Linked DNA regions of Ovis canadensis: region 1 is linked to region 2. Evidence: chromatin contacts called from public Hi-C data. All regions are on one chromosome and are shown on one strand. Each heading gives the region's core, a stretch centred on a gene start, on an enhancer-like site or on the middle of the called end of the contact. The rest is flanking DNA. Distances are from core to core; before and after follow the strand shown. Region 1 has its middle 97 kb from the start of SSBP2. Region 2 holds the start of SSBP2 (single stranded DNA binding protein 2).

The links. A called contact is a pair of places that touch in the nucleus more often than the background predicts.
Region 1: a Hi-C map of fibroblasts shows a contact between it and region 2, with 6 times the contacts expected there. The contact joins the enhancer-like site here to the promoter of SSBP2 in region 2. A contact is called at or near these places in 2 of 2 Hi-C or Micro-C datasets (fibroblasts and lung).

The regions. Positions count from the first base shown.
Region 1 is chr5:94,371,842-94,376,690 of ARS-UI_OviCan_v2, forward strand. No RefSeq gene overlaps it. Among named protein-coding and RNA genes, the nearest start is that of SSBP2, 97 kb to the left of the region's middle. Within about 2 kb of position 1,935, the one cell type or tissue checked has open chromatin away from gene starts, as enhancers often do. A contact at or near this core is called in fibroblasts, where this site is marked.
Region 2 is chr5:94,274,249-94,279,815 of ARS-UI_OviCan_v2, forward strand. It overlaps SSBP2 (single stranded DNA binding protein 2), which reads right to left and starts at 3,418. Exons shown (of 17, transcript XM_069592559.1): 1 at 2,571-3,418. The coding sequence starts at 2,632.

The sequences.
Region 1 (4,849 bases), core at 685-3,184, 96 kb after region 2:
TTAGTGGAGGTCTGCCTATAGCCCTGCTAGCTGCTGAGCGCTGATCTAAGGACAAGAATAATAAAGCGAAAGGAATTTAAGTCAATTGACTGCTGGATTGCATGAGTAGGACTCAGAGAAGCGGGTACTTGCTGAGGGTGGCGCCTGATGCTTGGCCACTGCCATCATGTCACCCCAACTGGGGGACCCAGAGTTGGAGAGGAGGGGAAAGGTTCACCCAAGTCAAACGAGTTGAGCAGGACTGCAGATGCCCAAGTTGGAGGTTTTGCTTGCAGCAGCCAGAGCAACTCCAAGAGTAATTCAAATGATTCAGTTAATAAGAACAAATGCTACTTAAGGTCTCAGTGAGTGACCACAATAGGCAGAAAAACAGGAAATACAGCAGAAGGTGGACCGGCACACTGCAAAGAGACACAAGAGGGAGAAAAAAGTGGTGCCCTCTGGGAACTAGGCAGAGGGAAAGGTGGCGAAGTCATTGAGTGCATCAGACTGGCTGGGGTGAGGTCTCCGGGGTAAGGTTGGGGAGGGATGGGACAGCAAGTGGGGAATGGAGCTGAGAATAGAGAGGGCATCATTGCCACCTGTCCAGCATCTCCACAGCCCTCATTTTGGCAGTGTGGCCCTGATTCTTGCACAGAGGCTGGTTGGACCCAGCTTGAGAGCTTCCTAAAATATCCTTGGGTCTGATGCAATATCACTTTGTGATGGCACTGCATTGCGATGCGGTGACAGGCTAACCTGTGGTGGAGTAGGAAGGCCTTTTGTGTCTTCATATGACCATGTCTGAGAGAGACCAAGTGAGCAGAGTGTTCCCAAAGGGCAATGGGGCACTTGAAAGACTGGTTAAGTTCTCTGATGAGGAAGGAATCGAGTTCCCAATACCCCACTCCCACTACAGAGAACAACCACGTTTGGAGAGCTCAGTCAGGACAGGGAGACTCAGGCAGACCCCCAGGGCACCCTAAACTGCACCGGGAGCAGAGGAAGGGTTGTGCTAAAATCAACCTTCACCCTGAAGAAAGCAGGAAAAAACAAGATAGCTTGTCCCAGAGCATGCCCTCTGGGCAAAGGAGTTGGGTTGGGGAATTGAAGAAGAGACAGGCCTAATCTGGAGAAAGCCACCAAGAACTACCAAGAGCTGGCAGCAAGGTCCAGGTTGGCCTAGGTCTCCAAATAAAAACAATTTGCCTAGCTCTAGGCCAGTCCTTGTTCTGCATCATGATATGAAATTTGAAATGTGAATTAAACCTTGCAAAGGAATGTAACTCTTTCCTCCCTCCCCCAGGCCATTCTATCTTTCTTAGAGAGGGTGAGGTGGGTCAGAGGAGGAAGGTTTAACATTTTTGCCCCTTTACCAAAACATGGAAAGTGTCCTCACCACCTCTCCCACCATCCCCGTGCCCACCCCACCCCCTCCCCAGTGCTAAGAGTGTTCAAAACTAAAAGCCGAAGCATCTTTTCAGCAAGTAATCAGCACAAGTTGAAAAGCACATGCTGTTGCATTTCTGATCAGATTGTATGTTAAGCAGGAAAATATCCCCCCCCCCACTCTCCCCCACTTTTTTTTTTTTTTGGCTAAATGCTTGTCTGTTTAAAGAAGCCACCAGGCAGTGCCTCTCACTTTGTCTTGGCAGGGCACAACCATCAGACGAAGTGGGAGGAAGAAACATTAACTTCAACAGCTGTTTCTTGACCCCGGCTGTCAGTCTTCCCAAGAATAAATTTTGGAGAGTCCTATTTGAAACAAAGAGGGAGTTTTGGGGGAGAGAAAAGTTGGTTGATTCCAGGGCGGCCGCCTAAAGGAGCAGAGACCAAGATGCTGGCAGTTACCATGCAGCCTGCCAGCCTCTGCCGGGTGTAGGGGTGGAGCAAAGTAACTTGAAAGCTCCCCTCTCGGCGCCCTGTGCCTGCAGCTTCCCCCCCTAACGCGCGCCCAGATCCAGCGCCGGTGGTAAGAGCCGTAGCTCGACTACAGTAATTCCCCAGCTCGGGCGGCTTGAAACTGCTCGGGCTGAATAGCATTTGCTGTTCCGTCCGGCGGCCGCCTCCCGCCGCAGCTGCCGCGCTCCCTGCAAAGCAGCTCTCATTATCCCGGAAGTTGTGCTGACACTGTCTCGCTGCCACCAGAAGTTTGTCAACATCAAACTTCTCCTGTGTGGGGTACGTTCACCTTCCACGAGTATTTAATCTAGCCAACAAGCAAACAAACAAACCCAAATAAACCTGCCCGTGATGTCATGGTCTTTTTTTTTTTTTTTTTTTTGCTTTTGCTTTCCTGGAAGGCTGGGGCTGGTAGGAATTTGCTGGTGGGCGCTCAGAGCGCCGGTAGGTTTTAGGGGGTCTGGCGATCAGGGACGCCCCCGACCCAGGGTGAGGAGTAGGGAAGGGATTGGGATGGTGTGGGGAAGACTGGGGCTGGGAGGCGGGGGCCAGGGCCGGGGCCGGCGGATGGGTCCTGCAACGTCTTGGCTGCGGTGGGTTTGGAGGATGCCCTGTCATGGGGCGAAGGTTGTTGCTTGGCGGCCCCGACCCCGCAGCAAAGGTTACCTGGACCAGGTGGCCAGGCGTGTATAACCGCGGGGGTTTTCTTCACTCCCACTGCACTCTGTACGCCTGCAGGACGTTTCTACAAACACCCCTTGGGGTCTTTGGGAATAAAGGGCATTAGGGTCATAAATGTATTTTTGAGGCTTCAGCTGCAACATCAAAGAAATCCTTGAGATCTGAGGGCAGCACCTTTTCAGCTACCTTGATAAAACCGTTTGGTCTAAACTTAACTCCTTTCCCTAAGCCAGGTCTCCAGGTTTAGTTTGAGTTGCTCCTGGGTTTGGGTGTTTGTGGTTTCCAGTTGCTCTCCCGCTGAGACACTCCTGGCTCTGTCGCCGGGTGGAGGGGGGAGAGGAGGAAGAGGAGGATTGTGATTAACCCTTTCCGCCCCGTGCTTTTATCCGGGTACAGTCAATCCTACTCAGACTGGAGAGGACAAGGCCTGACTTGCCGAGTTTTGGCACTCATGAATTAGTACCCCTTGAGGGCTATGGGTTTTGGGGGAGGAGCTGGAACCTCGGACACTGATATTAACTTTATGTCTAGTTTGGGGAGGCCACACTCCTCCCCAACTAGATATAAAGACAGGGGAGATCCCAGGGAGGGTGCTGCTGTATAAGTCAAGTCAGGTGTGGGCAACTGAGGGGGTTCAAAATCCCTAAAGCAAGCGGCAGCCCAAAGCCTGCCCTCTTGAATTGGAAATCTGTCCACTTGTGGATGCAGCAAAATTTTTCTGTATTCTTCAATAATAAGTCAGAGTGGATAAATACCTCTATAAAGAATATTACCCATTATCCAGTATGGTATTGCAGAGACGCTGATTTAATCCATTTAGGGAGGCAGGTACTCGATTTACTCTTGCTGGTAGACTGTTATTAACCACGTTTTTAGAAAAATTATATCTACAGTCACCTATGTTTGATAACAAGAAGCAAGACGATCTCTCTTATTTTCCAAACTACCCTAAACAGGAAAATTGTGCTAGTCCCAAAGGGCTAACTTACCTTAAACACAAAACAAAAACAAAAAGCTAAAAATAAAACCTAAAGAACTGAGGTGTTTCTCCGGCACTGGAAGTTACTTTTGACAAACACAAATCAAACTGATTCAAATACATTTCTAGAGCAGCCAGCCCTAAAAAAAATTAAAAAATAAAAGCCACACACAAAGAAGTGTGTATTCTTAAAAGTTTCGCTATTCACTACAGTGAATTTTCCTTGTTGGTCTTGCCTCAAAAGTCTCCCTGAATTATTCAGACTTATTTTCTTTGGGTGGTACTTTAATTTTTATTTATTTATTTTCTTACAATCCACAAAGTACTACTCAACATTGTTGTACCTCAGTGTGGACATGAATCAAGAAGGACGTGTGGAGGATTCCATTTCCAACTCCATGTGCATGAATTTTTTGCCCTGGCTGTTAATCTGTCATGGTGTAAAAAGCCTGATTTACAAAGGCTGGAGGACTTTTTTGCAGAGCAAGGTTTTGTATGGTTTCTATGGCTGGGCTTATATACAAATAAAACTATTTTGCATTTCTGTCCACAATTTCCTAGTTGCACAAGGATAATTTTCAGAGTTTTCAGCTTCTAGTCCCTGAATGGGAGCGGCAAGCATGAGGAAACAATTTCTTTTTACAGTGATGTGAGCTCAATGCTCTTCTGGATTTAGTTACTTCATAAGGTAAATATCACTAAATGTGCGCTGAGATCTTTGGGGATCTAAGGTGGTGGATGGGTGAAAACTGTCTACTGTGAAATGCTAAAGAATGTTAAACAACAGAATTCGTTTACAGAGCTAATTGGGTCAACTATGGTACTCTTTTAAAGTGGAAATTAATTCGAACATTTGAAAAAAAAGTACTCTCAGTTTACTTTTGGTTACATTCAGGTTATTTTAGTCACTATGATTTTTAGAATTTTACCCCAGGAATTCAATTAAAATAGACCCTTCCAAAAAATGTACATTATCCAATGAATAACATCCTCTAGTGAAAATGTAGGTTTTAAACTTCATGCTAATTACATTTTTAAATAATGAAGTTCTTGTAATTATTTTTATTTAAAGGCATAATATCTGATAGACAATTGCCAAAGCTAACCAAACTGCTTTTAAAATTAATGAATATTAATGAAGTTCACGAATAGCACAATACTGCCCCTGCCTGCCTCAGGAAAACAAATGTATTGACTTCATTCTCCTAAAATAACAACCCTCAGTTATTGATGGTTAAAATAATTCTTATTGCTAAAAAGATTGTATATAATGCAATTTTTACAATTCATAAGACTTGGCCCTGTTTA
Region 2 (5,567 bases), core at 2,168-4,667:
TCTTCAGAAGTCAGTAGGTTATTGTGGAACAGGGCCATTAAAGTCCCAAGTACACAGAAAGGGCAAAAAATGAGTAATCAGATCAACTCTTCTAGCAAAATGAAACTTACTGCATCAGAGTCTACCTCAATGTTTGTCTTAGATTCAAACAACATTCGCCTAGAAATTAATGCAACAACAGTTAACTCAGAATGGTCATTGTCAATTCTCCAAAAGTGGCCTCTTTACCTATATTTAGTCTGTAAGGCAAAGCAATCCAGGATTCCTGCTGCCAATTATAATGAATGGAAGAAATTTATTTAAATCAAATAGCACCATCTAGCAGAACTCTCACCACCTGGCTTACAAGTGTAGATGTTACTTGGTGTTCAGTTTGGTAGACTTGACAGCAAAATGGCAATTATTTGTTTTCATGACATAACCACACAATTAGAGCTAGAAAGGACTTAAGACACACCAGGTTCAACTTCCTCATTATTATGCTAGATGCTTTTAAAATTTCTTTTACAAAGTTATCATAATATAGATTAAATTCAGCCATTCCTGGAAGTTCAAGTAAAACCCAAAATTTGGATTCTCAAATTCAACCACCCTGAAAATACGTTTAAGATATACCTCAATACACATTTCAATTCCTTCACTCCCAAACATATGAAATCCAAATACTCTGTAATCATTAAAACATCTTCCCTAAATGTTTCTATTTTCTCAGATATATTGCCACTAAATGATAAACGCACACAAATTACGCTATCTCAAAACTTCAATTCCAGCAACTTGCTATCTCTTAACCAACCTATAATGCTAAATCTTTTACATACTCCTTGTCACAGCAACAAGATCCTGAATACAGCTCAGAAAATACCTTGGAGGTGTAGGGGGGAGTATCTTTTTTTGGTTTGTTTTGATACGCCAAGGCCGCCCCTAAATCCTATAGGAATTGCGTTTATTGCTGCCAACACAAAGATTAGGAAATGTTCCCAACCCTAGGGCACAAGAAACTTTCAGAAGACTACTAACTGCCTAAAACTAGGAGGCAAACCCGGCAGTTTCTGCACATTGGGTTTTTATTTACTCAGCTATTTCCTTGTGCAAGGTGACTAAAGTAGCTTTTGAGATGCTCTCAGACTTTTCTCCAGTCTGAAGTCCTCGGAAGGGCAGAGCGCGTCCAATGACAGGGATACGCCTCATCCTCAGAATGGAGGTGGTTAGTGGGAATCACCATAAGAACTGCTGCACAGAAAAGAGGGGTTCTTCCTCAGTGGTCACAGTCACTATGCGCTCTCATTTTTAGTAACAACCAAATCACCGTTACAAGCACATAAGAATAGAAGCAAACAACCCTGCTTCGCAGCGTGCCGTGACGGTGGCATCCCAGGCCGGGAGGGGCTCTTTTCTCGCCAGCCTCCCCTGGGCTCCCACCGGAGTTAACACCTGTATCTCCTCGCCACACCGACCAAACAACTAACTCCTCCCCGTCTCCACGCTTCGACCCTTCCTGCAAGTCCGGGTTCGGACCACTGCCCCCTCCCCACCGCAGACAGCCCTCCTCGCGCCAGCGGCCGCGGCCCCCACCGCTAGTCCTCCCCGCGACCCCCGCTCGCCGCCCGGACCGCCACGGCCCTCTACGTTTGGGAGGCTGCAAGTCTCCAAAAAAAAAAAAAAAAAGTTCTCCAGCCGCCGCCGCCGCCGCCGCCGAGTTGGGTCGACTGCGAGCGGCAGAAACGCCAGCCTACCCCAGCAGCTCCCGCTTCTCGCCAGCACACTTTTCCTCCCCAGGAACTCGGTCTTTTGACTCCCAAACTTCAGCGGCGCCCCTGACGCCCCCTGCCCCAGGCTTGCGAGGCACACAGGGCTGCGAACGCGGCGTCCCTCCTCCGGACCAGGAAAGCCCCGACGCCCACCCAGCCCACGCCCCGCACACGCCCTCCGCGCCCCGCGCGCGTCTCCGCGCCCAGCGGGGCCCCGCTCGACCGCTCCACGCCCGGCTTCCGCCCGCCGCGCGCCCGGCCCCGCTGCCTTCGCCTCGCCAGGCGCAACCGGCCCCGGCGCCCGAGCCCCCCGCCGCGGCGCCCCTCGAGCAGCCCGCCCCGACCCCGGCCCGCCCCCACCGAACACCCACATTCCCTCCGCGTGGCCTCCTCCACGCAGCTGCCCCCTCTCGCCCAACCTCTACCCCCGGAGGCTCTCCGCTCCCCGCAGCCCCGGACCCCAGCTCCAAAGTTACTTTGCGAGAAGGTGAACCCGCGGGTTATTTCCCTCAATCACCCAAACAAGTTTCCATCCCCGCCACCGGCACCGCCGCCGCCCCCCGACACACTCGCTCCCTCCCTCCCGCCAGACCCCACGGCCGCCAGCCCCGCGCGAGCCCCTCCTGGGAAACAGCCGCTCCCAGCACCGCACGCCCCCCACCTCGCGCACCCCTCCCCCTGCCAGCCCACCCCCCGGCTCTCCCCCGGCAGAGAGTGTCTGTGTGTCTGGGTGTCTCCGAGAGAGTGTGCGAGTGCGTGCGTGTGTGTGTGTGTGCGCGCGTGAGAAGGCGGAGGTGGGTGAGAAGCGGAGACACTTACTTCTCCCGGGCCTGGCTGTCGGACGGGACGGCGCTGCTGTTACTCTTGCCTTTGCCGTACATGCTTGTGCCGAGAGCAGCTCCCACTGTCACGCACCTGTCAACCCATCACAGCCTCCCCGGGAACAGCCCCGTCCCCATGGCGACCCACGCAGCCACCCCCACTATTGGCCGCCCCACGCCAAAGCTCCGCCCCCTTCGCCCAGGCAACGCACGAGACTGACAGGCCTTCCCCCCCTCGACTCCCTCCGGCCTGCCGAAGCGCGCGGCGGCGGCTACAGCCTAAGCGGCAGTCTCCTCCCTCCTTCCCTCCCTCCCGGGTTCCCTCCCTCCTTCCCTCTCCGCTCTCCTCCCTCCTCCCGCTCCTCTCCGTGCCTCCCCCCTCCGAACCCCGGCGCAAGGGGGGAATTAGAAACTGCTCTAGAAGGATTTTAAACAACTGGCTGTTCCCTCCAACGCCGCCCCTCCCCCCGCACCGCCCGCGCTCGGCTCCTCACTGGAGAGAAGGCGCCGGGAGGAGGGGAAAGTGCGGCCTGGAGTCTCTGGCAGGAGCTGGCGGAGCCGGAGCGGCCGCGGCCCCAGACTTCAGGGCGCCCGCCTAGTACACAGGCAGATCTACGGCCCCAGCCGCCCTGGGGAGCCTCCCCCACCAGCCCCTTTCTCCCGCTCCTCTCCTGTCTGTGACCCCGCGCCGGTACCCAGGATTGATCTCTGCGGTCCTCGGCCCTACTCCCTGCGGTGTCGCCCCCGCCCAGCTCCCAGAGGGCCGGCTGGCGGGGGACACGCGCACTGTTCCCTCGACCTTCTGGCTGAGCGACTGGGAGCGACTCGCCTTCCCTCCTTGGAGGGACTGTGCCTGCGGCCCTTGGCGCCGCTGGGATGGCGTCGCCTGGCTCCTGGGGCCGCGCCCTGCAGCGCGGGGGAGCACTCGGCCTCGGGCCTGGCTCCTCTCTTTAGAGGTGAGCCTGCCTCCAAAAGGTGGCCCAGTGACTCCTGGGGCCTCAGTGGCCCCCACCTTGTCCTCCTAAGATCAGAGCCCCGCGACATGCCAGACGTACTGCAGAAAAGGGTCCCGGGTATCCCCACCTGGCCTGCCTCTCTAGCCTGGGGCGTTGATGCCAACTCATCCTGACCTTTGGAGTGGAAAGGACCGTAGAAGGCTTTTAAAAACATCCCTGTCTTTGTCCGTCAGAATAGGCCCCAGCCGTGCTCCAAGGTGTACAAAGCTTTTGCCAGAGCTGAAACGCTGCCCAAGAATATTCATGGATCCCAGGCCCCAATCCCATTTCAGTAAAGGCAAAAAAGTTTCTGAAAACACACACAACCTGGCTCCCAACTGAACTCCATCCTTTATCTTGTGGAGATCCTTGGATGTAAAATAAGACAGAGTGCAAACACGTTTAAAAAGAAGAGATGGACATCAAATAGGGAGTGACAGGGGGAGTGGGGTGCAGCTGGGGGTCAGATAGGGGAAAACATCAAGAAAGGATAAAAAGACCCGGAACAGCTATGGGAGGGGAGAGGAAATAACATTCAAATAGAGAAAGGTACCTTTCTTTTCCTCACATGCAGCTTTAAACTTTTAGTAGTAGGGTCATAAAAATGTATATGGAGATTCTGAGATAGATGGAATGGAAAGAAATGGGCTTGTGTGGGCATTGACAGCAAGTGATAGGAATATAACATCAACAGAAGGTTAAGGAAGGGCAGTTAGTAAAAATGAAAGAATCAGAAAAGGTGCTGGCAACCAAACATAAATCAAACACTGGGGAAAATGAAGAGAAGGGACTTGCTATGTTAAGGAAAACAAAAACAAAAAATGGAAAAGGTAAAGTGTAAAAAGAAAAATAATAACAACCAAGATTAAATGAAGTAGCCGTAGAATGTGATAGCAAAAGATGACAATTACAGAAGAGGATTGACTAATACAAAAGGATACAAGAAAAATAAACATGCTTTTATTGAAAGGACAAAAATTCAGCCAATAGAAGTGAAGATAAAGTCAAAAAAGTCACATTGGCTTAAGTTGATTTTTGAGAGGTAATTTACCTTTTCTTATTTAAAATTCTCCTCTCTGTTTACAATAACCTGCTGTGGTGGGGACAGGACATTCTTGGACCCTGAGGTACTTGGAAGTGCTGTAGGAAGGGGGAACCCCTTCCAGGGCCTGAAACTGGGCTCTTGTCTAACACTCAGAAATGAATTGTCTGAGGAGACACATGTGCTGACAAAGCAAGAGCTTTTATTGGGAAAGGGCACCAGGGTGGAGAGCAGTAGGGTAAGGGAACCCAGGAGAACAGCTCTGCCACGTGGCTCACAGTCTCGGGTTTTATGGTGATAGGATTAGTTTCCAGGTTGTCTTTAGCCAATCATTCTGACTCCGAGTCCTTCCTGGTGGTGCACGCCTTATTCAGCCAAGATGGATGCCAGAGAGAAGGACTCAGGGAGGTGGTCGGACATGTGGTGTCTCCTTTTGACCTTTCCTGAACTCTTCCAATTGGTAGTGGCTTATTAGTTCCGTGTTCCTTACCAGGACCTCATGTCGTAAAACAACTCATGCAAATAGTTACTATGGTGCCTGGCCAGGGTGGGCGGTTTCAATCAGTGTGCTTCCCCTAACAGAAGGAGTAATAACCTCCCTCTTTTAACGAAGTTCGAAATGCCCAAATGTCTATCAGGCTGTCATTGTTTACAAACTCTACCTTCAAGTTTGGTGCTATGTAATTTGCTGTTCAGTTTAATCTACTTCCATTAGCTTTAACTCAAAAAATTATTAGCATCCCCAGGCTCCATCACCCATAGAACATTCCCTATTAGATACTGGTTAGAGAATGCTGTCAAGGAGAAAACTATCAGCTGCTGCCCACACCTGGAATAAGGTAAGGTTTCCGTTTAAAACCAAGAGTGGGCTTTGTACTATTACCTAAGTTCTATATTATCTTTGCACTGGTCTTGGGATCCTCTCTAATTCTCAGTCACGACACATTAGAATTGCCTT